Regions from separate parts of the Ovis aries genome. Here region 1 is linked to region 2. Evidence: chromatin contacts called from public Hi-C data. All regions are on one chromosome and are shown on one strand. Each heading gives the region's core, a stretch centred on a gene start, on an enhancer-like site or on the middle of the called end of the contact. The rest is flanking DNA. Distances are from core to core; before and after follow the strand shown.

Evidence for each region. Hi-C and Micro-C count contacts between places; a contact is called where the count stands out from the background.
Region 1: a Hi-C map of tail adipose tissue shows a contact between it and region 2, with 2.1 times the contacts expected there. The contact joins the promoter of LOC114111007 here to the enhancer-like site in region 2. A contact is called at or near these places in 2 of 16 Hi-C or Micro-C datasets (muscle and tail adipose tissue).

Annotation. Positions count from the first base shown.
Region 1 is chr26:23,034,078-23,036,777 of ARS-UI_Ramb_v3.0, reverse strand. It overlaps LOC114111007 (2-iminobutanoate/2-iminopropanoate deaminase-like), which reads left to right and starts at 1,320. Exons shown (of 1, transcript XM_027962607.3): 1 at 1,320-1,885. The coding sequence starts at 1,365. The coding sequence ends at 1,778. All of the region lies in intron 5 of DLC1 (DLC1 Rho GTPase activating protein), which reads right to left.
Region 2 is chr26:22,980,687-22,983,386 of ARS-UI_Ramb_v3.0, reverse strand. All of the region lies in intron 5 of DLC1 (DLC1 Rho GTPase activating protein), which reads right to left. Among named protein-coding and RNA genes, the nearest start is that of TRMT9B, 240 kb to the left of the region's middle. Within about 2 kb of position 1,411, at least 11 of the 54 cell types and tissues checked have an H3K27ac peak or open chromatin away from gene starts, as enhancers often do. A contact at or near this core is called in tail adipose tissue, where this site is marked.

The DNA.
Region 1 (2,700 bases), core at 71-2,570, 53 kb before region 2:
TTGACATAAGGACCTGTGATGCTGCCCTTCACTTCCTGCCACACTCCTCTCAGTTGGAGCATCAATTACAGGGAAGTCATTCACAAGGATAGCCAGGCCCTGTCATTTACGTGGATGTTTTCACGTTCAAGGGCTGTATTACCAAGGCAAACAAATCACATGGCGAACTTCTAAACTGCCAAACAGAAGGCTGGGTGACTAACTGGGCTACCCTTTGATTCCCGTGTTGTGTCCATTTTGCGACCCACCAGGTTCCTCTGTCCATGGGATTCTTCAGCCTCTTTCCTGATGATTAATATTATGTATCATTGATATTGCCCCAGGACATCCTTCTTGCATTTTTTTTCCATTAAAGAAAAGAATAGAACTCAGGTATCTACAGGCAGTCATGCAGATAATGCCAGTGAGGAAAGCAAGTCATAATGGGATGGTGAGAAGTTGAGGAACCCAGGGCCCCTCCAAGAGGGCAGTGCCACTCAGGCTCACTTGGTTGTTGGCTTGTGTTAACACAGCAACCCATTGTCCTGGGTTTAAAGATTTTTTTTTTCAAGAGCCCCTAGATTTCTAAATTTTTATACCAGATGTCACAATTTTTAGATGCTGGCAACTAATTAAAAAAAAAAAAACCAACCAACCAACATTGAAACCCATCCCTGTTTCAACTTTGGGCTTCATTTAGCCCTGGGGCAGCTAGCTTAAACCTCTGCTCTAGTGATACAAGCCAAGCAATCTCTTTAAAAATTTATTTCTCTCCCACAGGAACTAAAAGACTTTTGCACATGGAGAATGTTGTAATATAATTTGTGTTCAATGGACCATTGTGAAATGTGTGTGGGAAATAGTTTTTTATTTTTACTGTTCAAAGGAAATGTGATAAATAGTAGAAAGTAGTGAAATAGTTTGTAAACAGTATACAATTCAGAGAAATAATTAAATTTGAAATTTAATGGTTGTCCTTAAAACATTCATTTATGATGACGCTTCCGTAGCCCAAATCTGGATTCTTTTCCCACTGTTTACCCTGGTATTCAGCCTTTCCCAAAATATTTGAAACCCAGATGCCAGCGGGTATAGGATGGTGAAAGAAGAGAAAAAGCAAGGTTTAGGAGGGGAAATCTTAGCCTGCTTGTAATTCTACCTACAATAGCGGAGGCTGGCGGGCTACAGTTCATAATGTTGTAGAGTCGGACATGACTGAAGTGACTTAGCATGCACATGATAGCTCTCTTATTCAGTCAGGGCATTTTTTGACTACATCTTTTGAACACATGAAGTTTAAAGTATGGGGAAGGGAGGCGAAGCGCGAGCAAGAACCGTGTGCTGTGTAGTTGTTTCCGAAGGGCAGCAAAGGAAAAGGGTTAGCCATGTCGTCTTTGGTCAGAAGGATAATCAGCACCGCGAAAGCCCCCGTGGCCATTGGTCGCTACAGTCAGGCTGTGTTAGTCGACAGGACCATTTACATTTCAGGACAGCTAGGCATGGACCCTGCAAGTGGACAGCTTGTGCCAGGAGGGGCGACAGAAGAGGCTAAACAGTCTCTTACAAACATAGGTGAAATTCTGAAAGCAGCAGGCTGTGACTTCACGAATGTGGTAAAAGCAACGGTTTTGCTGGCTGACATAAATGACTTCAGTGCTGTCAATGATGTCTACAAACAATATTTCCAGAGTAGTTTTCCGGCGAGAGCTGCTTACCAGGTTGCTGCTTTGCCCAAAGGAAACCGTGTTGAGATCGAAGCAATAGCTGTGCAAGGACCTCTCACGACAGCATCACTCTAAGTGGGCCAAGTGTTATTTAGTCTGGAAATTTAATAGTATTTTTAAACTAATGGCTTAATCCTTGTTGGAAAGTATAAGGTTGAAATATCTGAAAATATTATGGAAATACCATATAATAAGGGAAACGATATGAATTGAAGGTTAATGATGAATCTAGTTACTAATATTACAAATTATACTTCTGTAACACTTGTACTGCTGGATGTGGGAAAACAGACATGCCTTACTGAGTTAACTCAGCAGGATAAAAGTAGAAGGAAATAACATGTAGGAAAGATGAGCTACTATGCCTGAAAAGTAAGAAGAAGCACCTAATTCAACTAAACCCTATTAATTTAATGATGGGAAGTATTTTATTATGTCAGATATGTGATTTTTGCTTGAATAAAACTAAAGCATTTAAATTTGAATGGCAGAGATAAAGGAGAAGAAACTGGACCAAATTTTATGTAGGTAATATTTTTCTAGTGGAAATAAAATAGCATGCAGATTTAAAAAATAAAAAATAAAAATAAAATATGGGGAAGGTTAACAATCTATCAGTCAGTTTTAGTTCAGAGGAGGAAGTCCCTTGTTCCTGCATAAAGGTGGTAAAAATCTATTTTCTGGATAATCACTTAAGCCTCAAATATGATCCAGCCTAGCACAGAACTTTTATTATTCAACAAATATTTATTAAACCCTAGAAGAGGCAGTGTGCTGATGAAACAAAATTGAACAGGAATAAATAGGTTATGGGATGTTATGTACCGAATGGTGATTATAGTTAATAACATTTTACTGCATATTTGAAGGGCTTCCCAGGTGGCACTAGTGGTAAACAACCCGCCTGCTAATGCAGGAGAAGTAAGAAGCTTGGGCCCGATCCCTGTGTCAGAAAGATGCCCTGGAAGAGGAAATGGCAACCCACTCCAATATTCTC
Region 2 (2,700 bases), core at 162-2,661:
TTAAAAATTTTTCTAGTAGCCACTTTAAAAAAGGAAACACGTGAAATTAATCTTAATACTGCTGCTGCTGCACTACATATAGTTTATTTTACCCAGTATATCCAAAGCATCATTTCAACAAGTGATCAATATAGAGATTATTAATGAGATTGTTTACATTCTTTTTCTCACAATAAGTCTTAAATCTGGTGTGTATTACTTCAAAGAGTGGGTCCATTTGTGGAACCTACTGCTTTGCAACTATAGATGATATAGCCATCTTTTACAAAAAGATGACATTAATAATACAAAATTATATATGACAGTCAACGTTAATTTAGAATGAAAAAGGCATCACAAGGAATCACTGGAGATTTGAACATTCAGGGCCACCCCCATCCCACTCTTTTGACATCTCTCTTGGCAACTCACCAGAAATACTTACATAGAAGTGTTTCTTGACTCCAACCTGGCTTCCCCTCCCCAGCTTGAACAGGACAACTCCTGGCACTCACAGGGGCCCCACCTACGTCAGGGTCTCTGAAGTGTTTAAGCTTTGTTAGTGTTACAGGTGAAGCCTTGATCCCTAGCACCTAAAAATGCTGGAGATAAGGTCTTTAAAGGGGTGACCGAGTTAAAATGAGGCCATCAGGCATGGGCCCTAATCCAATATGACTGGTGTCCTTAGAAGAAGAGGAAGAGACACAGAGGACAGGCCAGAGCAAAGTAATACAATCACCTTCTCAGTAAACGTCCTCTGCTTATGGACTCTGCTCTTTCCTGCCTTATCCCCTTGCTCACCAGCAACTTCCTCCTCTCGGTCTGTTCTGATCCAACCCAGCCTGAGCTTTCTCTCTTCAGGTCTTCTGAATGGAGAGACCTCCTGGGCTCAGAGTGCATTTACACTTACTGACTTTCATCATTTAACTACGGAATTCCAGCTTCCATGGGACCACTCCTACGTTAGTCCCATGTAGTGTTACTTCGACTTTTCAACATATCCTTCCTCCCTTATGAGGAGGGACAAGACTTCAAGACTATCAGGGACAATGTCATGTCAAATAAGAATATCACCAATACTTCTTTCTGGGGGGATGTGTTTGTGGGATCTCAGTTCATTGTCCAGGGACTGAACCCAGGCCATGGCAATGAAAGCACCAAATCCTAACCATCAGACCACCAGAGAACTCCCTCAAACATTTCTTCAGCTATCTTTTTTAAATTAGGAGGGAGGAGGCCCATCCAACGCTGCGGATGATAAAACAAATACACGGGGGGCGGGGGACTCTTTAAAAATGTTATTTTCAAAATTAAAAGAGAATAGAATTCACCATACTTGCTGATAGTCGAGTGTTACATCTGCATCACAGCAGTTATGGCTGAAATCCCCTAATCTTTCCCACTGCTTCCTACTAATGCAGTGGGTCAGAGGCATTTTTTTTTTTTCTTTTCTGCTGCAGCAACCCAATCCTGGAGGTTGCCTTCTGTTTTTCCACTGCTTACAACAGTAACGGAAGTTCACAAGAATATCTTCCAAAAAACTTTGGCCAGAACCAAAGGAAATGAGTACATTCAAGGGTGAAAGGATGATTCAACCTCTTTCAGTGCTTAATTCTTGGTTTGGTATTCCTTCTGAAATTGCTGAAAAGAATGCCAACAAGTTGTAATTACCATGGTGCTCCCTGGGAGATGGAAATCTGCCAGGAGTCATTGGATTTCAACCAGAAATTCATTTTAAATAAGTCTTCGAAGGAAATGAGTATCTTTTGGGGTTATTTATAGGGAATATCTGTGGTCCTTTCCCAAGTTCACAAGCATGCTTGATACAGAGTTTCATAGAACTATGCTTATCTGCACTTTTCTGGGTGCAGGCTTGAATGGGTGCTAAATATAGTAATTCATTAAAAGGCTGATAAAAGAGAGTGGCAACTATGTGGTCCCAGAATAAGGGTACCTCCAAATCTGCATTTGCTCCTCACAGAGAAATGTATGCTTATTCTCCTAGTAAGAAAATATATCTGGGTTCAAAATATTTATCAAATGTCATATTTTTCCAGTAAACCAAGGTCCTCTAGGGGAGACATCCATCACCATCCTCAGGAAAGTGAGAGGCCTGCTTTTGCAATCAGAACGGCTTTCCAAGGCTCTCGTGCCAACCGCCTTGTGGAATGATTCAACCTCAGCTTCGGAAACTTCCCTGGGAGCTGAGTGGGCGGCCATGAATCATCTCTCACCCTTTACACATGTCATTACCGATCACCTTGGAATATTATGTGAAAATAACACTTTGCATCTTTGTCAAGAATGCTTTTCCTAAAGGGTGAAACTTAGCTCAGTAACTTTTATGTTGAAATGACAGTATTTTATATATGTTATGCTAAATAAAATATATTATTAAAGTTAAAACAAAACAAAAAGAACGCTTTCCCTGATGATGTTAGACAGTCCCAGAGTAAAAGCAGGCCCTGGTGTGTGGTGTACCCTGAACTGAATACATTCCAAAAATGTGTGCAAATGCTTCTCTGATTCTGAGTCAAATACCTGATCTGGAGGGCTGTCTGTCACAGTCAAAGCCTGATGGTCTGGCAAAAGCACAAGGACTTCATTTTGGGAATTAAAAAAAACAACAACTAATTTTAGCCCTTTTATAGTCACTTTGAAGGAGCATTGTGATCTTCAATTATCCCAAGAAAACCTCTCTTTAAAAAAAAATGCTATGGA